3 separate regions of the Sus scrofa genome follow, and all the other regions are linked to region 1. A link is a contact called in public Hi-C data. All regions are on one chromosome and are shown on one strand. The core of a region is the stretch at or near the end of the contact, and the rest is flanking DNA. Distances in the headings are between cores, read along the strand shown.

Region 1 (4,508 bases), core at 799-3,298:
CTAATGGTTCAACTCAGAGCTTTTTTTTTTTTTTTTGGTCTTTTTAGGGCCGCATCTTCATCATATGGAGGTTCCCAGGCTAGGGGTGGAATTGGAGCTGTTGCTGCCAGCCTACACCGCAGCCACAGCAACTTGGGATCCAGGCATCGTATGCAACATTTACCACAGCTCATGGCAACGCTGGATCCTTAACCCACTGAGCAAGGCCAGGGATCATGAATACTATCAGATTCGTTTCTGCTGAGCCATGGTGGGAAGTCCAACTCAGTGCTCAAATATTCATTGAGAGCCCCTGAAACTGCTCTTCTCTCTGTTTGGAAATTTGCTTGGTAAATCTGTACTCATTCTTGAAAATTTTCTTTAACTGAGCCTGATGCCCTGCTCTCTCTCGTGTTCATCAAAATAAAAATACCAAACTTGGAGTTCCTACTGTATTGCAATGGGATTGGCAGTGTCTCTGCAGCACTGGGACACAGGTTTGATCCCCAGCCTGGCACAGTGGGTTAAGGGTCTGGCACTGCCACAGCTGTGGTGAAGGTGGAGATTTTGGCTTGGATCTCATCTCTGGCCTGGGAACTCCATCTACCAGGGGGCAGTCAAAAAAAAAAAAAAAAAAAAAAAGAAAGAAAGAAAAAGAAAGAAAGAAAACTACACTTTAAACCCAAAAGGCACATTTATGCAGAAATTAAAACTGCACCATTTATTTCACAAACACAATGTTAATCAAAAGAAGTCAGACAAAAGAATTGAAAGCAGGGGATCAAACCCACAACCTCATGGTTCCTAGTTGGTTTGTTTCCGCTCCAATAGTGACTTCTCTTTGGAAGATAGTGGCTGGAAGAGGACTGAAGGGAGGTTTTGGGGTATCTTTTTATTTCTTAAGACCTGGTTCCCCTGGTCTGTTCTGTGGTGAAAACTATTGAGCTTTTCGCTTTTTAGCTTGACCATCTGCATTATTTATACTTCTTCAATCCATAGTTCACCAGAGTAGTTCCCTTCGTGGCTCAGTGGTTAATGAACACGACTAGTATCCATGAGGAAGCCAGTTCGATCCCTGGTCTTTCGCAGTGGGTTAAGGACCCTGTGTTGCCAGGAGCTGTGGTGTAGGTCGCAGATGAGGCTCAGATCCTGGGATCCTGGGTCTGTGGTATAGGCCACAGCTACAGCTCCAATTCCACCCCTAGTGCCTGGGAACCTCCGTATGCCACGAAGGTGGCCCTAAAAACAAAACAAAACAACAACAAAAGATAACACTTATGGAGTTCCCATCCTGGAGCATTGGAAACAAATCCGACTAGCAACCCAGAGGTTGCAGGTTCGATCCCTGGCATCACTCAGTGGGTTAAGGATCTGTTGTTCCTGTGAATTGTGGTGTAGGTCACATAGGCAGCTCCGGAAAACAGCAAAAACCACAGAACCTCTTTAGAACAAAATTTAATTGCAAAAATCCAGATAAATTCTTGTAAATTAAACCTGTCTTTTTGGGGGCTCTTGCCATTCCTGTACCCCAAGCCTAGAAAAAAAATCAGTGCCTTCTTTGAAATGCTTTCTCACCTTATTTACCAAGGTGCCACACTATCTGGAGCCGCAATCTCGAAACACCGAATGGTTGGTTACTAAATCGTCTCCTCGCCTGGCTCCCGACTGAGCCCTGATTTGAACTCGTGGCGCTCAGAAAGACCAGTGCCTGCTGATTCCGCTAACCCAGAGCTCAGTGCGCGTTGTTGGACAGTAATAAGTCCAATCAGTCTGGGAAGTTGGGAGCAAGACCGGATAGAGAAAGCTGCGAAAGAGGAAAGGGTAGCTCTAGATTGCCCAGAGGTGCCATCCAGCTTTGACGTCCAGACGCGGAGCCACGCCCCTTACCCAAGCACCTCCCCTAATTCCCTCCAGGGCCCACTCCTCACCCCTAGCTCTTTAGGCCCCGCCCACCAGGCGTGGCTCGGCCCCGGGAGGGCCAGGATCCCGCCAACAACGACTCCGCCCCTCCTTCCGCCGAGAAACCTGTCCCTTTTATTTAAAGAATACGTTTACGTCAGCCCGCTTTACGTAGCTTTTCGTCATCAGTGCAAGGCGCAGAGGCGGAACTTCCTGTCTCTGGTTCTAACAGCTTCCGGGAGAAGCCGGAAGAGACTGGACCCTGAACAGAATTGGGGCTAGTCAGCCCCCTCCCCGATTCCCTAAAGAAAGGTGAGTCCATGGGCCGTCTTGACGAAGTCAAAACACTTAGTTTGGCCGTTTCAGGTGAGGACCTCCTTCCTTATCCAGGTGCGGTACCGGTCCAGTCCCCCTTTAATTTCCCATGTTCCCCCGCGTACTCAAGCCCCGCCCCCAGTTCCCCGGCCCCGCCCCGAAGTTTGAGGGGTGTGGATGGTTTGTGACCCCCTCACCCTCCCTTACCCCTCTTGGGCCGGAAGAACTGGGTCTGGGAACTGTGGCGGGGAATAGACAGCCTTTCGGCTCGGCTGGACCTACGGACCCCTCCCCAGCGTCGCGGGAATAGGACCGCCCAAACGCGGAGCCTTCGCTTCAGATAGGCAGGATCGGGGACCCTTCCTCACCGCGCCATCAAGGGTCGCTCACAGATTGAGGAGAGAGCAAAGGCCTCCGCCGAGGGAGACCTGGGGTCTTGCCCGGCCCCTCCCACAAAAGTTCCCTGTGCCTGTGCCAGTCGTGTTTGCCTCTATTCGCCGCAGTTTTCTTTTCTGTAAGTCAGGGTTAATGATATTAACCTTACCATCAGGGGTTAGTTGTGAGAGTGATAAATGATTGCTACTATTTGTTACTGAACAATTGCAATGTGCTGGGCACTGTGCTAAGTATTTTGCTTCGATGATCTCTCCTCATCTTCAAAACGACCTTATGAGGTAGGTACTATTTTTAATCCCATTTTACCGATGAGAACGCTGAGGCCCCGAGGAATTTAAGGTTACAGAGCTAGTAAGAGGCAAGACGGGGTTTGTAGTTTGGGTTTGTTTATTTGTTTTCTGACTCCAAGGCCCATGTACTATTGGAAATTATTCAGATGTTGATATATTCCACAGATATTCTTTGAGCAACTGCTATGGGATTATGTTGGGCTCTATGAGACACAGAAAAATACATGTGATCCTTGTCTTCCAGGAGTCTGGTAGAGAGATGGACAGGTAGATAAGTATAATGAAGTTTTATAGATGCTGTGAGAACAGGCTGGTAACGACAGTCATTAGATGGGATTTGCCCAGGGACAGCTATGAAAGCAGCAGATCTCAAAGGGAAAGAGTAGGGACTCCAAGGAGCAATAGAGATCCTTACTGCCTTTCTAAGACACTGCCAAGGGAGGAGGCCACCTTACAAGAAGAAAGATTGCAAAATGGATTGTGAGAGCCATTTGGAATCTTGTCCAAATTAGTTCCACGCAGGTAGCGGTTTTGTAGTTGTGAGCCTGTGGTAACCCAGGAGGGTGGTGTTTCTGTGTGTGTGTCCTGCTTCACTGCCAGGAGAATTTCAAGAGGAGGCAGACACAGTGTCTGCTGCATAGGGTCTAGTGATGGCCCCTACAGAGTTGTCCCTTTGAGGTGGTCTCACTTTGCTTTTTTTTCTTTTTTGGTTGCCCCAAGGCATATGGAGGAGTTCCCGAGCCAGGGCTCAGATCCCAGCCACAGTTGCCACCTACGCCGCAGCTATGGCAACACCGGATCCTTAACCACTGTTCCGGCCCAGTCGGCCCAGGGATCGAACCTACATCCTGGCACCGCAGAGACACTGCCGATCCTCTTGTGCCAGAGTGGGAACTCCTGGCTTTGCTTTTGATGATAGATTAATTTTCTTCGGCTCTTAACAGCTGGACCTAAATCCATGACCATGAATGAGATTGGGTTCAAATGAGATAACCTGGCCAGAGTGGCCGTGCTGTGCCTCCCAAAAGGACCCCCAAGTAAAATATTCCAGGCTTCTTTAGTCTCTCTGAAGCTGCCTTGGAGGCCTTTTGCCAGGGAGGTGTCGTCGTTGTTTTACCGAGTGGTAGAAATCCTAGAGAAACTTAGGTCTCAAAGAAGCCAGTGTCTTCCCTACCTGTCAAAAAGCAACAAACAGTAGCAGTAGCAGCAACAATGAAACTGTAAGCTTTCCTTGATGACCCATGCTCATTGGGGGGTTGGAATGTGAGACAGGAAGGGTGTGGAGTCTGAAAGTCAGCCTTTCACAGTGGAGGCAAAGGCTAAGTCTGTAGCCTTGGGTTGGGGTCCGGAGTTAGGAAGGTTTGTGCCCCTCTCTGCAGGACAGTGAACTCCATTTTCTGTCAGGGCTGGGTCAGGCAGAACCTAAACAAACAGGAAACCTGGTTGCAAGCCCTCAGGCCCTGCTGACCCTATCCCCTTTTGTTCCTGCAGTGTGGACCCAGTCAGCAACCAGGCCATGGAGCTCTCTGATGTCACCCTTATTGAGGGAGTGGGTAATGAGGTGACTGTGGTGGCAGGTGTGGTGGTGCTGATTCTAGCCTTGGTCCTAGCTTGGCTTTCTACCTATGT
Region 2 (4,508 bases), core at 1,185-3,684, 100 kb before region 1:
CCATCATTTTGGAGAGCCAGAACTGCCCTCAAGTCCTTACCTTACTAACATTGAGTGAAGCTAGGGGAGGAGGGGTTTCTGTTCGGTCATTAATTATTTCCACTTCTGAAACATACTGTAAGTTTATGAGCAAGATGTCTGCGTGGTTGGGCTTTCCACTGGAAGAGGGACATTCTGGTGAGAAAATAAAGTTAAGGAAAATTGGGGGAAGCAGAGCACTAACACATTCCAAAGGGACATGGAAAACACAATTCACACATGACTTGTGTAAAAGGTATGCCACAAGCAAGAGGGTGGCCTCAGGAGAATCAGCTCTCCTCAGGAAATCTCTGCCTGTCACCTTCCTCCCGATCAACCCCACGACCAAGGGATCTCAAGCTTTTCAAAGGAAAACACAATCCAAAATTGGAAGCCTCAACAGGGTTTCTGTCACCTTCTCTCTGCTGGTTTTATGCAGAGGCTTGACGTAGTTTTAATGCTGTAAGTATACTGTTTGCCTTGAACCTAATGAACCACACAGGAGAGCAAGTACTTTCTGTTCTTGGTATCCTTCCTATATCTGAACAGTGCTCTTTTCACTTTTTCAGATTTGAGATTTCCCATTTTGCAGGAAAAAACTACAGCACTGGAAAGGAAGCTCACTCAAGGTGACCCAGCTAGTTAACCCATCCATTCATTCACTCACTCACTCATTCTCTGACCATTTAAGAGCATACTGTATATCAATTAAAAGCTGAGTAATTTCTCATTCCAAAACCCCTCCAATTAAACCAGTAATGTAAATGGTCTTTAATCCAGGTATGTATTCTTGTATTTAAAAAACACAACAAAGTAGTTCCCATTGTGGTGCAGAAGAAACAATCCAACTAGTATCCATGAGGATATGGGTTTGATCACTGGTCTCGCTCAGTGCGTCAGGGGTCTGGCAATGCCATGAACTGTGGTGTAGGTCGCAGACACCACTTGGATCCCACGTTGCTGTGGCTGTGAAGAAGGCCAGCTGCTGTAGCTCCAATTAGACCCCTAGGCTGAGAACTTTCATATGCTGTTGGGTACAGCCCTAAAAAAAAGCAAAAACAAAAACAAAACTATTCTTGCTGTAATTAGTTTCAAAGGACATCTTCCTAAGCTAGAAATCTAGGACTAGTGGTTAAATAAATTAAAACACTTGCCACTCAAAAGCAACTGACTCAGAAAGAAACTTCCTTTTGAAAGGTGCCATTAAAAAATTACTCCAAGAAAAAAAAAAGCCAAATAAACCCACCTGTGGCTCAAATAAGAGGGGAAGGGGTGGCACATTTATTACAACCAGGAAGTATTTTGTTTCCAAGAATGACTTTCCTGGAGTAATTCAGAAATCATTTCCACCCCGAAGAGGCTACTTTTTCCATTCTAACACTGCCACTTTCCAAAGGGAAGGCTACTACTATGGAAAATCAGGATTCCATGCGCTGGGCTGAGCAAGAGAATATAACTTACTCTTTCACCTGTAACCCATACATCGATACATAAGCCCCCGAAAAACGTGGTCCTCTCTCTGCACCAGGTTTCCAACACAAACATCCCCAAAATAGCAATTTCCATATGACTGAGAAGCCCAAAATTCAGCACTCCCCGCCCCCACTGGCACCACAAGCACACACACAAGCACCAGGAAAACAAGCCCCATCCCCAGTTCAGATACAAACTCCTATCCTGCACTTACTCTCCCCCCAAAAAGGAGAGACCCATTTGGTCACTACCCCACCGCCCTTTCTTGGACGAAATCCCATCAGCAGACAAACCACCTAAACTCCATACCCTTGTCCCACTAGCAGTTCCTTACTCTGCACACCCCGTCCCCACAGGATTTTACCCTCCCCGCCTCCATCCGGGCTCCATTCCCCAGCCCCCTCCCACGACCACCCCTCTTCTAATCACTGTGTCCTCTCTCCTAGCGTTCGTCCCGAAAAGCCACCCGCGTGTCAAGCCCCCTCCACCCACCCACCCTCGTACGGGGCCCAGCTCCCACAACGCGTGGGGGACAGGGTCCCCACCGCGGACCGAGGGACCCGCGAGAGGGGGAGGGGAGCTCAGGGCCGCGCGCATGCGCTCCGAGCGCCGCGGTAGCCGGTCGCCCCTAGGCCCGGAGAGGCCCCAGCCACCGCTGTCGTCCCCCGCCCCCCCACCACCACCGCACATACACGCCGGCCCGGCCTTGGGCTCCGCGCAGGGAAGGATACTTAAAGCCAGCATTTTGGACTGGTAGTCGAAGGCTACCACCTCGCCCTGCAGCCGCTGCTCCTGGCACGTCCGGCACGACACCTGGCTCCCAACGCTGAAGTACTCGCCCGGAGGAGCCGCCATCTTGGGAGAGCAGCCGCGGCCGGCGGCAGCGGCGGCAGCAGCGGGCGAAAGCCGGGCCCCCAGTGAGCGCCGCGCCGCGACGCACGAGGCGTGCTGACGTCACACGCCAGGGCGTGGCCTGGGTTGGGTGGGGCGGGATCCTAGGTGGAAGAGGGTAGACGAGGAAATAAAGAGGAATCTAAATAATTATGTTTGTGCAGCTGCGCCCACTTGGTGAAGTGTTTGCAGGGTCCATTTTAGAAGTTAAAGATAAATGACCTATGTAGAATAAAAAAAGGAAGGAGGAGGGAACTGCAATCTTCATTACGTTCACGCCTAGACGCAAGAGTTTAATGAATGAACTCTGTATTTTACATATGAGGAATCGAAGTCCCAGAAAACTCATCAAAACTTGCTCAAAACGATTATACCTAGTTATAAAGTGGTAGTGGAAAGGACTTTGGCTGTCGAATTGGCTAAACTGGAATCAGTATTCCACTGAGTTATATGACCTTGAGCAAATTATTAAACCTGATCCTGTTTCTTTACTCCGTATGTATTGTCGCTATTGAGCACCCAACAACCCTTCGATGTAGAAGTCAATATTCTCATTTTATAGATGAAGAAACTAAGTCTTAGGCTAAACTTTTTCCAAGGTCGCACAACTAGCAAAGATTCCATCTACCTGTTTCCAAAGAGAGTGCTATTTACTGCTATGCTATATTAGACAATACCTCATAGAGACTTTGGGAGGAGTGGAAGATAAAAAAAATAACGAGTACAAATGCATGGCATGTAGTAGGTCCTTAGTAAATGGTAGTATCTCTGCCATCACCCCTCACCCTTGGAACTCAAAATTCTTCCCCATCTCCGGTCTTGTCCCCTCCTCCAGAAAACCAAGCAAAGAGTGAGGAGCAGTGGTAGGGACAACTGTAGCCATGGAGCAGGAGTTTGGGGCTCCCTATTAATGACTATCTAAGATCAAAAACAATTTTCCTAACGTGTAAGTACCATGCAGATGCATTTTCAAGCCCTACTATTGCAAATTACCATCCCTAACCCATCTACCCCTCCACTATAGAAATTCTGGAGCCTCACGTCTAAATAACAACAGGCAGAGGGAGGGACACAAAGGGCCAGACCTGACACTTCTTAACCTGAACAAAGTTCAAAAATTTTTCCTTGCCTTGCAAGAGCCATCAACTTCCTAATGTTGGGTCAATATTAGTATAATCATTTTAATAGAAATAAACATTCAAATCCCTCATCCTTGCGTTTTTCAGAGAATCTTCATGTCTCCCCCATAAGTCATAAATAACTGCCACTCCACTTTTTATGCAATGTTGTCATTGTTGATTTTCATAAATGGTTGCCAGGCACTGTTAGAAAAAGATTCCTGGAAGAAGTAAAAAATCTGAGACCTGAAGGATAAGCGGCGAAAGAGCGTGGCCATGTTCCAGGCAGAGGGAACTGCAGATGCCAGGACCCCTGAGAGAAGAGAGCTTGGTGATATCAGGCAGCTCAGAAATATCAGGAAACAGTGTGAGACTGGGCTGGTAAAATTTGTGTGGCTAGAGCCCAAGCAAACTTTCAAAGACTTAGGAAATTGAATTTTTTTTTCCTTTGGGGCAATTGAAAAACATTTAGCAAAGGAGTGAAATGAGATTTTTTTTATCTAGCTTCCCTTCCCCACACCGTTTTAATTAGTGAAATTAATCTTTCCAAGAAAAACCCGGATTTACATTTTCATCTTCACCCTTAAAAAACAAAACAAAACACTCTCCAAGAACAAAGTTGCTTGAGGTAGGAAGGAACCACTTCAGCAGTCTCCTCCCACCTCACCTCTGCCTTTAGGCAAGACCTCGCCTGGAATAGCTGAGATTTCTATTTTCTGTGTGTGCTCCTTCAGAGGATTATTCCAATTTTTGTCGTGGGTGTGTGCCCCTCCTCTTCCCTTACCAAGCTAGCTACTATCTCATGGTTTATCTGCCCAGCGGGGTTTTGGAAAGCAAAATGACAAAAGGAGAGGAGCAAGGCAAGCTTAGAACTGGGAGGAAGTGTGACTTAGACTGCTATGTGTAAGCCTTTAGGGACAACTTCTCAAGATCAAGAGGCTTATCTGTCAGCCTCTAAATCAACAGCGTTTGAATTCAAGCAGTGGAGGCTTGAACCGATTAGCCAGC
Region 3 (4,508 bases), core at 870-3,369, 79 kb before region 1:
ACATTTATGAAGCATCCACAGCATCTGGGGATAGGAGGTGGATCCCGGAGAGGGAAGCGACAAGAGAAACCAGGGGTGGAAGTCTCATCTCCCAGGAGAGATTGCAGGGCCCCCATGTGGCTTCGGGCCAGGAGCCCCCTGCCACCCTACAGCCAGGCAGCCCCTGGGCAGAGCGTGTCTTTGATCCCTGACTGCCGAGAGCCATTACCAGCATTTGGGATGCTGCGGGAGGGAATGGTTGAGGCCGCCTGGTGTGGGCTCCTTTGACTTCGACAGGAGGAATTCCTGGAGCCTCAGCTTCACCTCAGTGCTGGCGATGGCACCTGCAGGACAGGGCACAGCTGACCTGGGAGGTCGCAGCCAGGACCCCCACAACCGGGGCTGCCCGGGTGGGGTGGGAGTCCAGGCCAGCCCCAGGAGGCCCTAGGCCTTACTCTCTTTGCTCTTCTCCTTGTTTCGCAGGATGAGCAGCTGCTGCTCCAGCCGCTGCTTCTCCAGCTCCTCCTGCCGTTGCTGCTCCCGCTGCCGCTGCTGCTCCAGCTCCTGCTGCCTCTTGGCTGCCAGCATCTCCTGCTGCTGCTGCAGGGGTGCAGGGGGGAGGGAGGCAGGGTGAGCCAGGTCCGGGCGGGGGTCGGACGTCTGGGTGGCCCCCCCGCACCCCCCTCGCTCACCTTGAGGTGCTTCTGCAGCTGGACCTCATGCTGCCGGGTCAGGTGGTCGTGCTGTTTCTGGAACTCAGCGAACAGGAGCTGCTTCTGCAGCTGCTGCTGCTGCTTGAGCGCCAGGAGCTCCTGCTGGAGTTGCTGCTCCCGCAGCGCGGGGTCCACGGGGCCTGCCAGAGCACCCCGAAGCTCCACGGGGCTGGGGCTGCCTCCTCCCCCGCCCCCCATGGAGCTGGGCATGGCTCCTGGCAGCACCGGCTTCACCTCCACTGCAGGAGAAGAGACAGGAAGGGGGTCAGCAGGCCAATCCCAGACCCCACCAGGCCTGGCAGCCTTGCCTGGGGCTCAGAAAGCTACCAGGCAGGACTATTAGACCCAAAGAGGATTGGGGGGGGTAGCCAAATCCCTCTGCTCCCTGGATGACACCTTCTGCCTTCATTAAATGAGCTGGAAGGCATGTACTTCGATAAGAAAATGGGCAAAAGCAAAGCAGGGTACCTGGAAGGTTGCGAGGGCTCCAGACACAATATTGTCACTGACCATTAAGGCCACCGGGCATTTTACGAGACTGACTTTATTGATAAGGAAACCTAGCAGAGGGGTTTAAGTAACATGACCAAAGACCAGCAGACAGGTGATCAAGGAATGAAGATGTCAATCCAAATCCTTTGCTTCTAAAGCAAAAGGTGCTTCCTCCCCCACCTCTCAACCCCACACCCTTCCGGCCAAGAAGTCTACACAAGAGGAGAAACTGAGGCACAATGGTGGGTTCTAGAAATGATGGAGCTGGCAACCAGGGCTCTCGGTAAGCCCAGGATAGGTCTGTGGGGACCCTCTGGCCATGCCCATCTGCTGCCCTTTTCTCTGCCCCACACCCAGCTGGGGCAGATGGGGCGGGAGGGTGAGGCTCTGGGAAGAGGGGGCGGGGCGGGAGCAGGAGGCCGCAGGACCAGGGGGGTGCGGGGCTGCACCCGACCAGGGGCAGGAGGGGGCTGGGAGTCAGACTTGCTTCCTTTGCTGGATTATCTCCTTTCAACAGTTTTATTGTAATTACCCTGAAAATGCCGCTATATATAGAGCGAGCCAAACAGCAGCTGTGCCTGGGGGGAGGGGGAAGGAGAGAGAGAATGGGCGGGCGGCGCGGGGAGGAGGTGGGAGGAGGAGAAGGCAGGAAAGGAAAGGGAATCAGACAGGAAGAAGGGCAGTGGCAGGGGGCGGGGGCTGGCACTGCGGCCAGATCCCAGGGAGAACCCGCTGGGAAGGGGAAAGTGGGGGAGGGACCGGCCGGGGCCCAAGACCAAGACCCGGACGCGCAGGGTCCGGGTCTCCAGGCAGACAATGGGCCGAGGGGTCCCCGGGAGGGGCAAGGGTTCCAGTGGGCCAATGGGAAGGACAGGTCTCGACCTCTTGATCCCTGTACACTGTCCTCCGGTCACTGAATGTCACTCCCCACCCCTGCCCTGTGGTTGCCAGGGCAACCGGGCAAACACCACGCCAGCGGGGAGCCCCAAGCCCAGCCCACACTCCACGAAGCCTCCCGACACCAGCAGGAAAGGGAAGGCAGGCTACCCACGGCCCAGGAAGGAGGAAGTGAGAGAGGCAGGGCCCAGCCGGCTTGTTTCTCTTCCATTTCTTTTCCCAAAGACATGGCTCACGTTCCCCACTCTGGCCCAGGGAGGCCACGGGTAGCGGGGAAGACTTTCCGAGGGCAGGGAGGCCCTCTCCAGCCCAGGCCTGGAGAAGAAAAGACCCTGCTATCCTGAGGGCTGCCATCGTCTCTGCGGCCTCGGCCTCATGAGCAGGCCTGTGCCCAGGCCCCCACCGCCACCCCTTATCAGGAGTGGAGAGGGAGCTGGGAGGAGGTGCTAAGGGCTGAGCTCGGAAAGGCTCCCACACCCATTGCAGTCTATGAGCTCGGATCTCCTCAGGGAGCCTGCAGAATGAGCGTCACCAAAGCAAGGGCAAAGCCTGCCGAAGGCCAAGGCCGTGCTACCTTCATGGCTGAACTTGGGCCCCGGGACCCCCGGAGCCGGGAGTGGGAGGTGGCCTGAGTGTAACATGGCACCCCACCCCCAGCCCTTCTCCCCCCAGCACCGCCAAGCACATTCCTCTGTGGTCTGCCCGCCAGCCACACTGACGACTCTGCGGCCACAATGCCAGAGCCACATCTGCAGGAGTGGCCAGATGTGGCCAGGAGGGTGGGGTTACACACACACACACACACACACACACAGGCTCACTCGCTTTCCCTCCCAACCCAGAACCAGGAGGAAAGGCCCTTGGAAACTGCAGGGGGCCCTCCTAGAAGTGGCCGGCCCTTTGCAGGGTGCAAAAGCAGGGTGGCAGCAAGGAGCCAGCAGCCAGCCTCAGGTATCCCCGGCCCTGGAAATGCTCAGCAAGGCCCCATGCTGCTAGAGAGTTATCCGTTCCTCGGCAAGGCTGGCTTGGCCCGTGGCACTCAGATCGCTCAGCCAAGAGGTGGACAGGCTTCAACCTGCTGCTCCCGGCAGTGCTGGGGCTGCGGGAGCCGGATGCCAGCCCGCCCGCCCAGGGAAGGGCAGGGGTCCAAGCACTCCTGGCTCCCAGCAGATAACCCTGCTTGGGCTGGAACTCCCGCCAGCCATGCTGGCTTCCCTTGCAGGAGCCCTGCAGAGAGGGCACGGGCTCCGGCAAGGGGACTCTCCTAGCAGGGCTCCTGCACAGCCGCCACCGCCGCAGCCAAGATGCTAGGTCCTGCGCTGCAGTGGGAGCTGCAGCCCCATTGGTATGCAGGTGGTGGGGCGGCCAGCGGGCTCCGCCACACAGCCTTGTTCCCACACAAGCAGGAAGCACAGGCGACTCGAGAATATTAATCTGCGGGCCCCATGGGGCCTGGAAAGGATGCAGCACCCCGTGGGTGAGCCAGGTAGTAACCTGGCTCCATCCCAGATGGAAGGAGCCGTGGCTGGGCAGCTAGAGTCACGGCAAGGGGGGAGAGAGGCACAGAGCCCCCCAAATGAGGTTTTCTGGGCACAAAACCTAGAGTCCGGCTAACCGTGCCGCCCGTTGAGGATCTGTGCCCTCTGCCAGACTGGCATGAGCAGGGCAGATGGCAGTGGCTGCCATGAGATCCAGGCACCTGGAAGGGGAGATGGGTGTGTCCTGATAGGAGGAGACTCTTGACCGCCGCCTGGTGGCCTGAGGAAGAGGGGAGGACCTCCGGAAAGGGACGAAAGGAGGCGGAGGGCGCTGGTGCCTAAGAGGACAGGCTGGAGAGTCTGGCAAGGACAGGCTAGGGTAGGGTCACATGGGAGGCACAGCTCTGGGTGGTCCCCCTACCCCGTGGCTGCAGGATGTCAGAGAGGAAGGCAGCACCTGAAGCAGGGACCTCCTGCAGAGGGAGACAGAAGGGCCCAGGTCTGCCAGCTCCATGCTCCACTTCTTCCGGGGACTCTGACCCTGCCTCCTGGGAGAGCGGGCCTTAGGGACAAGCAGCAACAGCCCTCCTGTCCTCTGGCCCCCGGGAGGACTAACCATCACTGCCTCCGCAGAGAAGCCCCAGCCCAGGCAGCTGGGAGACAGCCATCAGCATGTCCCCGCACATCCAGGCTCTAGCTTAGAGGGGTACAATGCGGACAGGAGTCTTTCTTGTCTGGAAGGCTTTCAGTGAGAAGAGATTCCAGTTCCCCAGGCAGACTTGGTTTTGGTTCTTGACTCTGCCAATCAGTAAGCTGTGTGACCTTGGGCAACTTACTTGCCTTCTCTGAAATTCCATTTCCTCACTTATTTTTATTATTATTATTATTTTTTTTTTTTTTTTGCTTTTTTGGGGCCCCACCAGCGGTATACGGAGGTTCCCAGGCTAGG

What was found. A called contact is a pair of places that touch in the nucleus more often than the background predicts.
Region 2: a contact with region 1 is called in a Hi-C map of liver, with 7 times the contacts expected there. The contact joins the promoter of LSM12 here to the promoter of TMUB2 in region 1. A contact is called at or near these places in 2 of 5 promoter capture datasets (fetal liver and liver), 6 of 47 Hi-C or Micro-C datasets (embryonic fibroblasts, heart right ventricle, liver and 1 more) and 2 of 2 datasets of contacts at active chromatin or transcription factors (alveolar macrophages and skeletal muscle).
Region 3: a Hi-C map of skeletal muscle shows a contact between it and region 1, with 4 times the contacts expected there. The contact joins the enhancer-like site here to the promoter of TMUB2 in region 1. A contact is called at or near these places in 5 of 47 Hi-C or Micro-C datasets (embryonic fibroblasts, fetal liver, heart right ventricle and 2 more) and 2 of 2 datasets of contacts at active chromatin or transcription factors (alveolar macrophages and skeletal muscle).

What each region holds. Positions count from the first base shown.
Region 1 is chr12:19,021,765-19,026,272 of Sscrofa11.1, reverse strand. TMUB2 (transmembrane and ubiquitin-like domain-containing protein 2) reads left to right here and starts at 2,048. Exons shown (of 3, transcript XM_021066887.1): 1 at 2,048-2,190; 2 at 4,371-4,508. The coding sequence starts at 4,396.
Region 2 is chr12:19,126,556-19,131,063 of Sscrofa11.1, reverse strand. LSM12 (protein LSM12 homolog) reads right to left here and starts at 2,434. Exons shown (of 5, transcript XM_021066900.1): 1 at 2,223-2,434; 2 at 41-174. The coding sequence starts at 2,346.
Region 3 is chr12:19,100,347-19,104,854 of Sscrofa11.1, reverse strand. HDAC5 (histone deacetylase 5) reads right to left here. Exons shown (of 27, transcript XM_021066892.1): 4 at 672-931; 5 at 435-579; 6 at 209-323. Among named protein-coding and RNA genes, the nearest start is that of G6PC3, 24 kb to the left of the region's middle. Within about 2 kb of position 2,119, at least 57 of the 83 cell types and tissues checked have an H3K27ac peak or open chromatin away from gene starts, as enhancers often do. A contact at or near this core is called in alveolar macrophages, embryonic fibroblasts, fetal liver and 2 more, where this site is marked.